Linked DNA regions of Mus musculus: region 2 is linked to region 1. The links are chromatin contacts, called in public promoter capture Hi-C maps. All regions are on one chromosome and are shown on one strand. The core of a region is the stretch at or near the end of the contact, and the rest is flanking DNA. Distances in the headings are between cores, read along the strand shown. Region 1 holds the start of Pdcd10 (programmed cell death 10). Region 2 holds the start of Gatb (glutamyl-tRNA(Gln) amidotransferase, subunit B).

Evidence for each region. Promoter capture Hi-C pulls out the DNA fragments that hold promoters and counts their contacts.
Region 2: a promoter capture Hi-C map of liver shows a contact between it and region 1, with 10 times the contacts expected there. The contact joins the promoter of Gatb here to the promoter of Pdcd10 in region 1. A contact is called at or near these places in 3 of 39 promoter capture datasets (liver and pre-B cells), 1 of 484 Hi-C or Micro-C datasets (uterus) and 2 of 9 other capture datasets (adipose tissue and liver).

What each region holds. Positions count from the first base shown.
Region 1 is chr3:75,555,350-75,558,496 of GRCm38.p6, forward strand. It overlaps Pdcd10 (programmed cell death 10), which reads right to left and starts at 1,503. Exons shown (of 8, transcript NM_019745.4): 1 at 1,373-1,503. Serpini1 (serine (or cysteine) peptidase inhibitor, clade I, member 1) reads left to right here and starts at 2,144. Exons shown (of 9, transcript NM_009250.3): 1 at 2,144-2,293.
Region 2 is chr3:85,572,498-85,575,758 of GRCm38.p6, forward strand. Gatb (glutamyl-tRNA(Gln) amidotransferase, subunit B) reads left to right here and starts at 1,632. Exons shown (of 13, transcript NM_144896.4): 1 at 1,632-1,822. The coding sequence starts at 1,647. It also overlaps Gm3740.

The sequences.
Region 1 (3,147 bases), core at 253-2,752:
TGGCAAGCAAAGCACATTCAATATATAGCATATATACTTACAGTACATACTATGTATTTATATTTTAATTTACATAGTAAGCCTGCAGTTCTTTCCATTCAATATAGAAGCATCATTTTTATCATTCATTAACATTAAATAAGAATGAATTAAAACTCACTGATGATGCCAAGAAAAGAAAATATACAAGTGTATGTTTTACTGTCTACACATGGAGTGAAGAAAATGAGAGAAAAGTAAAAACCTGACCCCCCCCCCCAAAGGGTCACTTCTTGTAATGAACATGGTACAATTTCTCCAAGATTCTGCACTTAATTTTCACTTAATGAAAGCATGAATATCTGTAAAGTAAGTTCTGTGAAAGTTTCACCCATAGTTTTTGAAAATGGTAAGAAAATAGAAATGAAAAGGACTATTCTCTTAATGGCAACACTGAGCTATTCCTAAATATTATCTATCCTTTAAAAATGGCGTGTGGAAAGTGAGTGTTATCATTCAGTAGACCCCAGAAAAAGGGGTAAAGATCTAAGCTAAAGCGATCCTTCCTGTTTTACAGAACATTAGAGAGGATGCTTTGGCAAAGCTTCCACTCCACGTCAACAAACCAACTCTCTGCACCTCACAACCGTTTCTGACAAACAGGCACACTACTTTGCAACTTCTTCTATCTGCTTCCAGTACTACCACCCACCTCCCCACTCTTTCTTCCTAAGCCGACAACTCTGGTCAGAAACTGGACTTTCGGAGGACTAGACTCTGAAGATCTGTGTGACCTTGGGCACGTCATTTGCTTCTACAGTAGTCTCATTAGCATCCCAAAGTGAAAGCGCTTCGAGGGCACTTGAGAAGTATACATCCATCTGACGTATTGGAGTCAAGAGGCACAAACCTTCCGAGTTAAGAATCACCTCCTCAGAGAGGAAATTGGAACTGAGTCGGAACTGTCAACACTGTCTCTCTTCTTCCCTCAAAGGGCATAACCCCAGCCACACCGGGAGGCGACTCCCGGGCACCCACGCTCCCTCCAGGCCTAGCCAAGCTTTAGCCTCACCTGCCCGGGACCTCACCCCACCACATCCGCCCCCTCGGTCAGTGGAGACCCGGGAGGCCGACCTCACCCTTCCCCTCCACCCAAACCCACAGCGGACTTCCTGGAGGCGCCGGGCCGGGCTGGGCAGGAGGCATTTACAAACCCAGCTTTCCGCAGCTCGCGTAGAGACCTCGCTGACGCCCACAAGGCCCGGCTCCCCACCCGTCCGCCCCGCCGGCCAGAGCCTAGCCTCAGCACCTCCGCCTCGGTCCCCGCCTGACCCCAGGCCGCTCTGGCTGCCCACGGAGCCGTGCGGACCCGAACCGAGAAACCTCGCCTTACCGGCAACTGAGGCACGGACTTCACTTCCCACCTTTGGAGCCCTCTTCAACTCCCGGATCAATTCACTCCGGCGACGCCGGAAGGACCCGAAAGGAACCAGGCGTTGTCCGGAATCCTGCCCAGCAGGAGTCGCGCAAGGCCCGATGGGGATTTGTAGTTCCGCCCTCCATTTCCGTTAGCACTTCCTGCAATAGTAAGACTACATTTCCCAGAAGGCTGTGCGAGAACGCCTTAGGCAATAGGTGGGGACACTTCTAGCAAATCAGAAGAGAGTTCCCTGTCTTTGAGGGAGGGGAGGAGATGAAGAGAGAGCGCGCCCAGAAACGAGGGAGGGCGGGGCCGAGTCTCACCTGCACCAATCAGAATGAGAAGATAGCCCACAACGCCACGCCCACCGATGGGAGGTGCCCTCGGATGGGTGTAAAGAAAAGGGCGGGGGGCCAGAGGTAGCAAGCGACAGGAGGCTGGGCTGAGTCCATGGGTAGGCGGGGAGGAAGGCTCTAGGGGCTAGACCGGTGGGCTCCGCCTACTCCGAAGCAACAGTACCCCCATACCCCCAAAGGACAGCCCACTCCCGTGTTCACTGGACCAGCCGGCTAAAAGAGCTAAGCAGGACCTGAGGAAGGGCCAGGTGCGATGCCAGAGGGGAGAAAGTCCGAAATGAAGGGGTCAGAGCACCAGGAACTAAGAGACCTCGGGTACCGCTCTGCGCCTAGGCTGCGCAGATGGCAGTGGGAGGAGCCGCAGCCCGAGCTTCGGCCAATTAGAGGCGGGGAAGGCGGAGCTTGAATCTCAGAAGAAGCTTCAGCTCAGCCTAGTCTGTAGTTTCCCTGGAGAGAGGCAAGAGCAGCATCCGGAGCAGTCTCAGCCTGCCCAGCATCCTCTCCAGCATCCCGAGCGGGGATTGCAGGTGTGAAGGAGGTAAGCGTGGGCGCCACTTGCGGGCTACAGCACAGCAACCTGGGGAGGAAGGCATCTGACAATAGGAACGCCTGGATACTGGAGGAAAGAGTGCTATGTTGACTTAGGATCGCGGTGCAAACCTTTTCAGTACAATTACGTACAATTACAGACTTTGGTAGAGAGAGAGAAAAAAAACAAAAAACAAAAGGTAACTCTGCCTGGGATATTAAGGGCGTGGTTAAGGATTTTGTTTTGAGTTGCACCATTAAAACTGGTCTGGGAGATCACAAGATTGAAGAAAGCCCTGCTAATTGAGTACCAGGTGGATGGTGTCAAGCTAGATGCGTAGCTGTTAAAAAGGCAAAATTGGCATTGATAGAGAACCACTTTGTAACTGTTTCACTAAGAAAATAACTTTGTCCTCTTCAGTGCCTGACGCTTGTGTTAGTTTATCAGATTGTCCTGCCACGGACAGTCTATCCAAGATAACCGGTTGTATTGCAGGGTCTTTGGATTGCAAAAGATATGGGTTAAAGAAGCAAATAATAAGATAGGATGGGTTCCGGCTAAACCTATCCTAAGTATAACTTTTACCAGCATTAATGAGAAAATAAATTGAAATGGGTGGGTATTTGGCTTTTCCTTCCTGCTGGCGCTGGAATATTGAAACAAAGACCTGGGTTTAGCCTACAACGGGAACATATGGTGTACTTCCTCGCTGCTTCTTATTCTCTCATTTGTGTCCGGTAACGTTTGTTCGTGTTTTAAAAACAGGAGTACAAGGGAACTGTGTGGAGGAGCTTTCCTCTATTGAAGAGAGTATGTGTAAAATGATAACCTTTAGTATTTTATAATGGGCTCTCATTTTAGAG
Region 2 (3,261 bases), core at 382-2,881, about 10 Mb after region 1:
AAGTCAGAACTGTTGGGCCCCATTTTGGCCCTGGTTTGGGCCTTGAGGACAAACTCGAATCTGGCTCGAGTTTCTGCGGCCTTGTGGGAGAGCCTAAGCCTGGCTCAAGTTTTGAGACCTGTCTCAGTCACTTCCATATTGGGGTGACTCAGCAAGACCTGTTTGGCCCTGCCTCTGCCCTGTCGTTGCTGATGTAGAGCTTTGCCATTGACCCTGTCAGTCACTACGCCATCTTACCCCACCAAAACCCGCCTCCCTATGTTCCAAACTTATATAAGCAAGAGGCTGACTCCATAAAGTTGAGTTCCTGCTTCAACAAGACTCCCAACTCTGTGTGTTTCTTTTGGGCCGTTGACACTCGCCATCCTGCTCAGCCCTGGAGAGACCCCAGAGGGACAGGGACCTCTCTCCTCTGTCCTGGACCTGTCAGCAAGGAGCAGGTACAGAACCTCCAACTCTCGATCAGGTCCCTCAATCTCACCTTGCACATCTCCCAGAAACATATGTTTTACTTTACCCTTCACCACTACCCCAATCTGTTATTGCGTTTCTAAAGAACATACCCTCTCAACAGCCCCCATTTGTCAAATACATTCACTGCACTGTACTACTTCATATATTCTTGAGGCGCCTACTCTGTACTCTGGAAATACTATGGTAAATACCAGACAAGGATCCATTGAAATCAAAGATAGCTGTTAAGACTATGTTGACAATTAAAATCAGGCAATGAAAGTAAGAACTATTGTAGACTAAGTTTTCAAATAAAAAAAAAAATCACCTGGAATTTCAACAAGGGATATGAAAGGCTCTGCTTGGTTTTGCCTTCCTGAGGGTGGGACCTAGCATCTCTACATGGTAGGCAAATGCTGTACCACTGAGGGATATGCCCAGTCCAAGATGAGTTCTGAAGTCAAACAACAAAAGAAATCCATTGAGGTGATGTCTTTTTTTCTATCAAAGCTTTCTAACACAAGAAATTGTTTCAGATGTTGGCTAAGAAAAATAGTAAGTAAAAAGCACATAAAAGTTTAAAAATTTTTTTCGGACATGAAAACAATTTTTAAAACGTTTTTCTGTATGGTTCCTCTCCCTAAAATGTCAATTCTTTAAAATATAACATCCCCAAAGTCTTTCTTTCTAGCATATCAATGCTGCCTTATTATTGAACTAGGTATATATAGCAGGCATGCAAATAAGTATCAGTTGAAATAATGCACAAATTTGTGTGCGAGGTGTGCGAGCAAGACAGAAAAAATAAAAGCGTTGGAGGGTCCAGGAAGCCTTTGTGGTAATGTTAGGGTCATTTGTTTCAACTCACGGGCTTAAGCTGAGTATAAAATCCTTGGTGAGGCTTCCTTGCTTGGCGCTCCCTCAAAGAGCTGTCAAAGTACACACAAGCTCTACCGCCACAAAGCTCTCCAACTCCCCGCTAGGAGGAGTCACACAGGACCCACCAACCTTCCCACTTCTTTGGTTCCGCCCCTCCCTAACAAAGTTCCGGCAGCCTTTGAATTGGGTTGCTGGGAACAGTAGTCTTCCGGTCAAGAGCTACACGGGTTGTGGCGCATTGCCAGAACTACGCTTCCCAGGGAGCCTCGCGGCAGAGGGAGGGTGGGTCACCTGACCGGGACTTCGGCGACGCTATGGCGGCGCCCATGCTGCGCTTGGGTTTCCCTGGAAGACGCTGGGCTTTAACATGGCTAGATGGCGGTTCCCGCCACCGAAGTGGCTCTCAGACTGGGCCCACATCCAACTGGGCTAGGAGACAGAGTTCAGTGGCTCAGCCTTCCCTCCACACGGCTCAGAAGCCGAGGAAAGGGTATATCTTCTTCGTACTTTTGCCTGTCTCGTGGAAGTGCAGAACGAAGATAATGGCCCCGGCAGCCCAGCCTGAGGGTTTTAGTGTGCTGGAGGGTGGTCACCTGTGTTATGGGCAACTGAACCTAAATGAAAACACAAAACCAGGCCTGCCACCTTCAGCCTCACACTTAAAACTTCTGTCTTAAAGTAGGCATATTTGGACAACGTGCGAATGTAAAATAGCGTTTCCTCCAGTCGTCTTCTCAGACAGAAGACTGGAATACTTTGCCCTACTAACTCGTGTGGGGTCTGCGACACTAGACTCTGGCTCGTATGTAGCGGGCATTTGGCGTCACTACAGGCTAGCAATAATTTAAAGACAGAAAATAGCCGTTGTACAAAGCCCCAGATAGGAGAGGTCTTATTAGTCAGAAAGCACTAGCTATCTGTGGTTTTATTGTGGGCATATTTGTCTAGACCCCAGGAGGATGTTAGTCGACTGACGAAATCTTTCCCCGATTATATAAAGAATTGCTTATGTTGTACAGCAGTTAGTTGCTTCCGTGTACATGATTTAAAGCTTCTTTTAAAATACAGCAACAAGGCAATTTTTAAAAAAGTTTTGTTTTGTTGAGGTTGGCATTCTTTTTAGCATTTCAGTGAAGAAGAGAAGAAAAATGTCCAAAATCATCACCTTTCTATTCTCTTCATAAACTAGACTATTTTCTTTCCACGAAATGAAACTGCAGAAATACTTCGATTAGCAATTAGAACATGCAGAATTTCTGAATTTCTTAGTTTATTTCCTCTCTCTTGAAAGCTTTATTATCAAATTTTAGAAAGAAGGAATTAATCTTTTCTCATTCCTTCATCTGTTGAACTGCTTAAAACAAAACTGAATGCACATGAATTAAAATCTGACTAATATAGAAAATGTCTAGGGAGAAGTGAAGACTAGGAACATACATAGGAATAGAGAATTTAATTCCCCAAAGAGAGTGGAGTACTGGCTCACCAGAGTAGGGCTGTTCAGATAAGAGACAGTATATCACTGTAAGCATTTACAAAGATTTGCTAGCAGTGAAGTATGAACAAATGAAAAAAATTTAAGTTTAGATCTCAAGAACTGGATGGGACTTGGTGGATGAAAACAAAGTTTCCTCTAATGGTTTTCTGTTCTTTTTCACGGGTTTTAAGGAATACCATATTGTGGTAGTCTATGGTATCTGATCCTGCTTCTGTAGCTACAAGCTCTTAACAATGAACTCAAAATATGGGCGATAATTTATTCTTTAGCCATCATTTCTCTAGAACTAGAATCCTGGCATTTGTATTAAACCCAAATAATGATAAGATAAGCTTTTATTATTTACTGAGTCATTTACTTAGTGTTTATTAACTAATAAGGTACATTTAGTTTATTCACCAATAAAATGACACATTTTAAAATATAAGCAT